3 separate regions of the Mus musculus genome follow, and all the other regions are linked to region 3. A link is a contact called in public Hi-C and Micro-C data. All regions are on one chromosome and are shown on one strand. The core of a region is the stretch at or near the end of the contact, and the rest is flanking DNA. Distances in the headings are between cores, read along the strand shown. Region 1 overlaps Trip11 (thyroid hormone receptor interactor 11). Region 2 holds the start of Trip11 (thyroid hormone receptor interactor 11). Region 3 holds the start of Tc2n (tandem C2 domains, nuclear).

The links. Hi-C and Micro-C count contacts between places; a contact is called where the count stands out from the background.
Region 1: a Hi-C map of embryonic stem cells shows a contact between it and region 3, with 1.7 times the contacts expected there. The contact joins the enhancer-like site here to the promoter of Tc2n in region 3. A contact is called at or near these places in 2 of 39 promoter capture datasets (the HPC-7 cell line and stem cell-derived epiblast-like cells) and 12 of 484 Hi-C or Micro-C datasets (the G1E-ER4 cell line, the HL-1 cell line, the HPC-7 cell line and 5 more).
Region 2: a contact with region 3 is called in a Micro-C map of embryonic stem cells, with 8 times the contacts expected there. The contact joins the promoter of Trip11 here to the promoter of Tc2n in region 3. A contact is called at or near these places in 2 of 484 Hi-C or Micro-C datasets (both in embryonic stem cells) and 1 of 9 other capture datasets (pancreatic islet).

What each region holds. Positions count from the first base shown.
Region 1 is chr12:101,861,112-101,864,572 of GRCm38.p6, reverse strand. Trip11 (thyroid hormone receptor interactor 11) reads left to right here. Exons shown (of 21, transcript NM_028446.1): 16 at 1,881-1,980. Among named protein-coding and RNA genes, the nearest start is that of Fbln5, 44 kb to the right of the region's middle. Within about 2 kb of position 1,787, at least 6 of the 459 cell types and tissues checked have an H3K27ac peak or open chromatin away from gene starts, as enhancers often do. A contact at or near this core is called in embryonic stem cells, where this site is marked.
Region 2 is chr12:101,911,649-101,914,818 of GRCm38.p6, reverse strand. Trip11 (thyroid hormone receptor interactor 11) reads left to right here and starts at 1,648. Exons shown (of 21, transcript NM_028446.1): 1 at 1,648-2,129. The coding sequence starts at 1,991. Gm20036 (predicted gene, 20036) reads right to left here and starts at 2,152. Exons shown (of 2, transcript NR_152255.1): 1 at 842-2,152; 2 at 1-224.
Region 3 is chr12:101,716,897-101,720,276 of GRCm38.p6, reverse strand. It overlaps Tc2n (tandem C2 domains, nuclear), which reads left to right and starts at 1,754. Exons shown (of 12, transcript NM_001082976.2): 1 at 1,754-1,875.

The sequences.
Region 1 (3,461 bases), core at 538-3,037, 140 kb before region 3:
GCCTTGAATACATTGGCACAGGGGAAATTTTCCTGAACAAAACTCCAATGGCTCAGGCTCTAAGATCAACAATTGACAAATGGGACCTGAAAACTGAAAAGGCAAAGGACATTCAATAGGACAAAATGGCAACCTACAGATTGGGAAAAAAATCCTCACTAACCCTACATCCAAAAGAGGGCTAATATCCAAAATATATAAGAACTCAAGATGTTAGACTCAAAAAAACCAAATAACTCAGTTAAAAAATGGGGTACAGAGTTAAATGAATTCTCAATAGAGGAATCTCAAATGGCTGGGAAGCACTTAAAAAAAAAAAAGTTCAACATCCTTAGTCATCAGGGAAATGTAAATCAAAAACAACCCTGAAATTCTATCAGAATGCCCAAGGCCAAAAAAAAAAAAAAACACCCTTCAAGTGACAGCACATGATTGCAAGGATGTGGAGCAAAAGGAATACTTCTCCATTGCTGGTGGGAGTGCAGACTAGTACAACTACTCTGGAAATCAGTCAACTATGAGAGTGGTTTTGATGGTGCGATGACAGGGTAGTTCTTCTGACATTTAGTAGGCTAGGGATTATCAAAAGTATATTTATTGTTGGACGTGGTGGCACATGCCTTTAATCCCAGCACTCGGGAGGCAGAGGCAGGTGGATTTCTGAGTTCGAGGCCAGCCTGGTCTATAAACGTGAGTTCCAGGACAGCCAGGGCTATACAGAGAAACCCTGTCTCAAAAAACCAAAAAAAAAAAAAAAAAAAAAAAATTGTAATTTATTGAGAAATACTGTATTGCAAATTTAAACAGGGAGAACAAAATATTTTACAATAAACTCTTGACTATCTGTGCAGTCTAGAAGTAAGGTGGATTTTAATCTCCATTAAACTCAAACTATAAGAGTAAAGGAGAGGGCTGGTGAGATGGCTCAGTGGGTAAGAGCACCCGACTGCTCTTCTGAAGGTCCAAAGTTCAAATCCCAGCAACCACATGGGGGCTCACAACCATCCGTAACAAGATCTGACACCCTCTTCTGGAGTGTCTGAAGACAGCTACAGTGTACTTACATATAATAAATAAATAAATCTTTAAAAAAAAAAAAAAAAAAAAAAAAAAAGAGTAAAGGAGAGCCTGTGTCCCTACAAAGGGGTTAAAAGGCTAGTAGCCAGTAGACCAATTTGAGACCTCATTTTCATTGCCCAGAGAACAAAGGGTTTCTGTCTTGTATAAGGCACTTGCACAAACTGATGGTGAGACAGTGAGGTAGAGATACACAAGCTCTGAGTACACTGAGTTATCCATACCAGTGTCAGGGCCATACTTGTTCTTGTGATCATGTGCCTGATGCTGCTGAGAGTTCCTGTGCATTCTTGTTGATGGTGGGCTTCATTTAACAAGTGGGGGATTTGCTTATGTGTTAGCTTACAAAAATTTAAAAGAACAAAACCATTTGTTACTGAATTTGTTGACTGTATATATCTTTTAAATGGTTTATCTTGTTACTGTTACTTAAAAAATTGTTATCTTTTAGTAGCATCTTTTTTTTTTTTTTTTGAGACAGGGTTTCTCTGTATAGCCCTGGCTGTCCTGGAACTCACTTTGTAGACCAGGCCGGCCTCGAACTTAGAAATCCGCCTGCCTCTGCCTCCCGAGTGCTGGGAGTAAAGGCGTGCGCCACCAAGCCTGGCCTATAGCATCTTTATTTAGTTTCTGTAAAAGGGCATGGATCCATTGTAAAGGGTTATGAGGTCAGTAGGTTGCCCATGGCCACTGAGGTGCAGCTTCGCCACTGGCTGAGCTATTGATTGATTCTGAAGCACCTCCCAGCCCAGTAGTTGGCAGGACACTTTGCACACTGTTTTTAATAAGCTTTCCTCCCCCAGGAACGTTTGGATGAAGCAAATGCTGCACTGGATTCAGCATCAAGACTTACAGAACAGTTAGATTTAAAAGAAGAGCAAATTGAAGAACTTAAAAAGCAAAGTAGGTCTTTTTTCTTTGTTCTCTCTTACCGTGCTTCTGTTGACTCTGGTGTGCTCTTCTGCTCTACCTTGGCACAGCTGAGTGAGGCAAGGTTGTTGGACTTCAATTGCTTCAATTTGCATCTGAATCTAATGGAATGAGAGTCATTCGGAGAGCCTGGCTGTCCAGTCAGCTCTCCTGGATAGTGAGCTGTGACTTTGTGTTGCCTGTCACCTATTGATCAAGGGGGCTGATTTGACTGATCCAGTTTTTATGGTTTTGTCTTCTTGATGATAGTTCATGGTACAGCTGATATCCAACAGGCTAGAGAGGGCACATTCTCAGGTGAGGTACTGGGTAACTCTGTGAAGTTACACTCAGTGGCTAAGTTGTGCATGGCCTTATCCCCAGGCACTCAGTACACTTGGGTTTGGTGCTTGTAAAGTTTCCCAGTTCTGTCCGTTCTTTAAAGCTGATGCCTCTACTCATTATCAACTGAACCTCAATGATAGGGTGGGTCTAATGGCATCATTAAATCTAATTCTTGTTTAGGTATAGCCAGGGGCTTGAAGCTTTTCTGGGGCTGTGTAATTAGTAATGATTTAGAGAGATTGGGTAGGTGGTAAGAACCTAGGAATGCATTGGCTGAGATGTCTCTGTTGCCATAGCAGTAACACCTCTGTTAAGAAATTAAGAAATATATACCATGTATCACAAAATGGAGATCAGAAAACACAAAATAGAAGTAGCTGGAACAACAGAGATGCTGTTAAAACAGGGACAGTGATGTGGACACTCAGAAAGTAAGCCCACAAGAACCACTGGCCCACAGGTACAACCTAAATAATTCAGCCTAGATCCCCCAGGAGACCCCAAGTGAACACAACAAAATAGTAATAAATGCAAGGGAGTTGGCATCACTGGGATAACTTCACTCTGAGACATTGTTCTGAGTTTTGATATTATATGAGTTGATTAGCATGGGAACTCTGAGTCTCACGTAGCCCTAGAACTAGGCAGCAGGGGACCAATGGAGTGTGCATCTGTTGTGAACAGGCGCCCTAACAAAGGCTTAGTGCTTAGTCTTTTCCTTACTTGCTATTAGTGGAGACCATCAGTCCCCTCTAGGTCATAGACACTGAGATGGCCTTGCAGGTCTCTGTACTGGCACCAAAGCTTCTATCTTTCCGCACCACTAATTCTATCAAGGGAATGGGTGTTTGTAAAGTGCCTGACTTGTCCTCTGCTCTCCGTGGTTCCTGTGGAGATATAGTGGTGTCCTTCTTACTGTGCCCTCACTATTGAAATGACTTCTTTAAGGAGAGGAAGCATATTTGTGAATATAATCTAGCTAGCTAGAAGGCCAGTGCAACTGCAGTGTCAGTTGGAAGCTGTGGTGAGACAAAGGAACCTGAGCACCCAGAGGACTGGCCAAGGCCTTCTTGGGGCTGAGCTGTCAGTGGAGGGGAAACGGTGAGTTCTGCATCAAATCACTTGTCTGA
Region 2 (3,170 bases), core at 399-2,898, 190 kb before region 3:
CTGTATTCCAGGGTTTTTCTGTATTCTGCCCAGTTCCTGTGGGCTTAGAAGATCTTTGGATGTGATCCCTTGTCAGAGCACCCATGGTGTTGGATTAAAATTCCCCTATAAGGTCATGAGATTCTGGTCTTGTCTTAGAGTTTTCTCCTAAGCACCCAGAATTCTCACAGGATTTCATTCTTGGACCATGTTCCAGCAGACACGGAGCTTTAGAGGATTTATACCTACAGAAAAAAGGAGATTACAGTTGCTAAACTTTTCAGTCATTCATGAACCCAACTAAATTCATGTCACTCATCACTCATCATTCTAGACGGAATAAAAGCCAGAGTCCTGTTCATGGGCTACTGGGCCCTTGGGACTCAACTTCTTCATGCCTTCTGGGTCCATACTTACAAATATTCCCCAATTCATTCTTAAGCCATCCTTGCCTTCTTATAAATTCTCAAAATTGCCAGGGGCCTCCAGCCAAAGGGACTTTATTATACTCAGTTATGTCTTATTGTCTAGATAAGCTATATGGGAGCGCCCCCCCCCCATAGCTGTATCTCTCACTTGCTCATTTCAAGTCTCTATGCAAGATTATCTTATTGTGGAGTCCTCAGCCATTTTCTACATCCCCAGGGCTCAACCTACTGTGGCATGCCCATACTCTCCTTACCTTACCCTGTTTTACTTTCTCCCTAACATTCCCTAGTGCCCAGAATTAACAGTAGACATGTTAAATCATTTGACGACTATATATACTACACTTAAAAACACTGTATTGGGCATGATGGTACATTCTTGTAATCCAGTACTCATGAGGTAGAAGCAGAAGGGTCATCAGTTCAAAACCAACCTGGATTATAGGAGAGCCTATCTCAAACAAGGGCTGAGGATGTGGCTAAGCCGAAAAGCCTCAATGCCTGTACAAGTCTCTGGATTTGATCTTCAGCACCAAAAATTCTCCATCATTCAAGCTGAAAGTGTAGCTCGTCAACCCCACCCCCAATGACAGTGTTCTGGCCTGCTGCTTCTCTTGGGTGTGTGTCTTTTCTTCATTTTCTTGTCTTCCTTACTACTAGCCACGTGTCTCTGTCCAATTCCTTGTTCTGGGACACGGAAGCTGAAAAACCCTCGGAGGCAACCCCTAAATTCAAATAGATATCTGGTGAAAATTATTCAGAGAGGGATCATTTGAGAGGCGGTCATGGGATCCCACAATCCTTTAAGTGCATGGTAACTGAAAACAAACACCAAAACAAGGGTTTTCTGCCTGGACATTTGAATTGCAACCCGCTTTTTCAGCTTTGTAGCCTCGTTTCCAACCCTCTGGCACGGATGCTCTTATATCCGCAGACGCTGGATAATAGAGTAATGCAGATGGATTGAGGTTGCTTCCCTGTGGGGTGGGACGACCCTATCGAATCCTAGCGATGCAATAGCTCTTGTAGACAGGATCAGAAGGCACTGTCAAGGGTTACTTCCTCTTACAAACAAAAGCAGCTGCGCAGGTGGGAAGAGCCACCGCCGCCGCCACTGCCTTTTCGGTCTCCACCTAAAGTTCCGCAGGTTACGCGGAAGTCACGGATCTGGCTGGCCCATTTACTTGGTCCTCCGCGATCCCACGGTCCTTCGCGCCCGGGACGCCTCTGGCAGCGGCCCTTCTACGCTATCGCGAAGCTTCTCTATGGTCACTGCCGCTTTCCCGGCAGTGTCATGGCGGCCGGCGTTGAGTTGGCAGGACTGGCCCACGAAACTGAGGAAAGTCAGTAAAGCTGAGAAAGAAGTAGTGCAGCCGCACGGCGGGAAGCCGTGGGAATGAGCAGAGGCCTCGCGGGGCCCACGGTGTCCACAACGGCGAACCCTTGGTGAAGCGTCAGGCCGGGCCTCGGCTTTCTGACGCGGCCGTTGGTGGGAGTGCCGTGTCCTGCGAGTCCTCAGCGTCTGGATCCGCACCAGCTTCGGCGTCCAGGGACATTTGGAGAGGACGTGTCCACCCGCAGCGATGTCGTCCTGGCTCGGGGGCCTCGGCTCCGGCTTGGGCCAGTCTCTCGGTCAAGTAGGGGGCAGCCTGGCTTCCCTCACTGGCCAGATTTCGAACTTCACGAAGGATATGCTGTTGGAGGGCACGGAGGATGTGCCAGGTAACAGCTGGAGCGAGGGCGGTGGGGCTCGGTTGGGATCCACTTGGTTCCGGGTCCGGTCGGTCGGCAGACGCGGACGGGTCCCGAAGGAGTCACTCCACGCTTTTTTCTCTGCTCTCCTCCCTTTACCTCCGTAGCCGCTTTTCCAGCCTTCAGGACCACGGTGGAGAATTCTGGACCTCTCCCCTCATTGAATACGCTGGATAGCTCAGCGAAGTGGACCTGCTGTTTCTATGCCGAATAGGGTTATTTGGGTGGCCCATGCCTATTACTTACTTCGCCCATAGTTTGGGGGCTGATCTCACTTTGATCCTATTCCTTTAGTATGACAACTAAAGTATGGCAATTGCCCTCCTTCCCCCCAAATACTTTGTAACATTAATTACTCAAGATTAAACACTTGATCTGGCTTTAGCACGTTGTTAGGGGAATAGGGCTGTTTTTCTATTCAATTGTTTTCTAATTTTGCTCATCTTGAAGACACTTTGCAGCTGAAAACGTAGTTTTGTGTAGGATGGCACATTCTCCCATACTTTTGGAGAACTTTATCTTTTGAGAATCTTACCTACCTTTACTCACTTTAAAACTTGAAAAATATTGTGGTGTCTCTGTCTGTCTGTCTGTCTGTCTCTCTGTGTGTGTGTGTGTGTGTGTAAATGATGCACATATGCATGAGTGTCTACCTCATCGCCCGTGTGTGGAGGCCAGTAGACAACATTGTGGAGTTCTCTTTTCCCCTTTAGGTGGAATTTGAGGATGGAATTCCTTTTACTTTGCTTGAACGACAAACACCTTTACTCACCCATTCACCTGGCCAGGCTCCTTCCCTTATTTTTGAAGTCATCATCTTGCCGTCCTAATGAATAGTGACCTAGAATTCGATTGTAATCAGTGGTTAGGTTAATTACTCTTCCGATTTCTTGACATTTGTTAAGCAAGGAAGTGAGGAGATCCAGCCTCTAAGAGCACTGGCTGCCCTCTCAGAGAACCCAGGTTCTATTCCCAGCACCCAGTGGCAGGTAGCTAGCTCACAACTTCATT
Region 3 (3,380 bases), core at 505-3,004:
AAAAGATGCTCCACCATACCATAAGGACATGAGCTCCACTCTGTTCATAGCAGCTTCATTTGTAATAGCCAAAAACTGGAAATAACCCAGATGTTCTTCAATTGAAGAGTGGGTACAGAAAATGTGGTTCATTTACACAATGCAATACTATTCAGCGATTAAAAAAACAACGATGTCATGAATTTTGCAGGCAAATGAATGGAACTAGAAACATTTCATGAGTGAAGTAATGGAGACCCCTATGAAAAGGCATGACAGGAGTCTCGTATAACTGGACAGGCTTCATCCAGCAATGGACCAAAAGAGATGCAGATACCTATAGCCAAATATTGCATGCAGATGGGGAACACTTATGGAAGAGTTAGGAAGGATTGAAGGCCCTGAAGGGGAAGGGGACACCACAGGATGACCAACAGAGTCAACTAACCTGGACCCCTGGAGCTCTTAGAGATTGAGCCACCAACCAAAGAACACACAAGGTCTGGAACAAGGCTCCAAGTCCATATGTAGCAGACAGGATGCCTTGTTTGACCTCAGTGTGAGAGGATGCTCCTAATCTGGCAGAGACTTGATGTGCCAGGGTGGTGGGGGAGACTCAAAGGGAGCATCCTCTTAAAGGAGAAAGGAAGGGGAGATGGGGGTAGGGACTCAATGAGGGAGGGATTGGGAAGGGGAGCAGCATTTGGGATGTAAATTAAAAAAAAGGGGTGGGTGATACATGGCCTTGTAGTTGACACAGGCAGTAGAAGACACAAAACAACCATAGTGAAGAGACTTGAACTGAATCTGAAAAATTTTAGTTTATGTTATTAATTTACATGCATGGTGTTTTGCCTTCATGTGTAAGTCTGCTCACAGAGGCCAGAAGAGGGTGCTGGATCCCCTGCAACTGGAGTTATAGATAATTGTGAACTTCGAGTCCCGTCTCCTCCCCCCCCCCCCCGGGGGCGCTGGGAATCAAATCCCAGTTGTCTTTAAGAAAACCACTGAAAGGTCTTTTCAGTTTATAATTAAACGTTTTATAAAGCATTAAAAGTCACAAAAAAACCAACTTCTCTGTTTTGAAAAAAGGGTACAGAGACAGCTCCAGCAAAAAGACTGAGTTTTAGGGGAGCCAAATTCAGAGTTCATCAGGCCAGTAGCTTTCCCTCTTTCCTTCTCCTTTTGTTTCACTCAGCACACTTCAAGTTCTGCCTGGTTGGGTTTGGTCTTTCAGGAGTGAGGATGCCCCAGGTCTTCAAGCTAGGTCCTGCTTAGAAACCAAGACAGCTGGAGCACTATTGTTCTAGGTGCTGAAAGTCCCACTCTGAGGGGCGGAGCGGACGCGAGGAGGGGCGGGGCTGTCCTGGGAGGCGGGAATTCTGAGGTGGTGGGGAAGGGTACCTGTTTGAGTGAGTGAGTGAGTGAGTGAGTGAGTGAGTGAGTGAGTGAGTGAATGAGTGTGTGTGTGTGTGTGTGTGTGTGTGTGTGTGCGCGCTTGCTTGCTTGCTTGCTTGTGTGTTTTCTCCGTAGGGCAGGGAAGCATGAGAGGAGGGGGAGTAGCAACTTAAGAGCGTTGACCCGGCTTCCCCAAGGAGGGCCGGGGCTGTCCTGGAGACCGGTACCTCTGGGGTGGAGGAGGGGCACCTGACGGGGTGAGGGGCGTGGTGAGGTTTTGTTGGTCCTGAGCGAGCCGGGGCCCACAGGGCCGTGAGGGGCGGGGAAAGGGGCGTGGCCGCGTGAGGTGCTGGGAGGAGCTGAGCGCTGCTGTGTCAGTTACAGGTAGGCAGCCGGAGCGGTGGGACTCCTCCTTGGCGGTGGGTGCCGCGAGGGCGCCCGCCCCTCGAGAGCCCTGAGTGAAGGCGCCGGGAGGAGCGCCAGACCGCGGCGACGCAGGTGTGTCTCTCGCTCCGGGCGGGCTTCTGGGGGCTGTGGGGCGCGTGCGAGAGCGGCCTCTGCCCGCGGGCTTCTGGCCGAGGTGCAACGCAGCCGGGTGCTTTCAGTCTCTGAGACTCTTTAGCGTCCGTCCGTCCGTCCAGGCTCGCGGTGGCGTAGGTGCGCCGGCTGTTCCCGAGAGCCCATCGGACGCCTGCGGTGCGGAGGCCGGTTCCCTCCGCGAGGCTGGGCGGGTGGCCTCAGTGAGACGCCGGACCGCGGCCGCCCTGGCGCCGACCCGAGCCTGCCCCTGTCCGCTCGGGTTCGCGAGCCTCAGGTGCGCTCCGGTCTGTGAGAGGCGAGCGAGGCAGCAGCCTCGGGACTTTACCTGCGAAGCTTTGGAGCTGCGAAAGGGTGTCAAGTGCCAGTTTCCCATTTCTTTTTGCACTTCTCAATATGGTTTCTACCTCATATGTGCTTTTTCTTTCTCTCTCACGCTCTACTATGATTTTCCTTCAATATAGGGAGATAGAATAGTTAAGTTGTGGGATAGATACCAAACCAAACATTTGTTTAGAATATTTTAAAGGAAGGATATTTTAAAGGAAGAATATTTTAAAGGAAGAGCATATAGTTTTTGCTTTTGTAATTAAAATATTTTTTGGTAGGCAACCGGTAGAGTTGTATCTTCCCTTTTACCGTAACAGAATCTACAGCAACCCCCATTTTTTCCTACATGTTTAATATTCAACTTGATTAAAACCATTTCTAGAAGGAAGTTAATAGTATTTGGGTCTGAGATTCGAGGGCATTTGTTTTTTTATCATTCCCTTTGTAATTGTTTTTCAGTACAGATTGCTAGTGAACATTTTGCCCTTATAACTAGGAGAGAGTACTTTTTTATCCTTCACAAAAATTTAACTAGGTCTTGAACTTTGGTTCATTTGAATTATAATTATTCACGAATAGAACTTATTGATGAAGAAATTAACTCAGGTTGAGAGAAAACAAGTTAAGGTTCCTTTAGGACATCTGGCAGTGTTGTCTAGCTGGCAGCAAGATTTATCGGTAATAGGTTTTTCTGAAGCTAGACTCAGAAATTGTGTAAGGGTATAAAAGACCGTTTAAGTAGGTACAGAATCAGAAGAGAGAAAGACCACAGAAATTATGAATATTTTAAGTGATGGGTACAGGCAACCAAGGAGACTGAAGAGGCTTTGAGAAAAAAGAGAAATTCTAGAAGACAGTGGAAATAGGAATCAGGAGAGGAGAGTTTTAATGAAGTGTTCAAGTGACATGAGTCAAATGGATTAGGAAATAAAGTACCTATTGACTTTAGTAACTAGTGGAGAGGGTCTTTGCTTTCAGCATACGTAATTTGAGTCAAATAGTAAGGGCAGAAGCCAAACTTGAATTAATTTGAGTTGTAAATAGAGGATAAAGAAGTAGAAAATAGTGAGTGTAGAATCTATATTTTGAGAAAAATTAGGAACAGTGACAACAATGGCTATTAGAAGGGAGTTTAT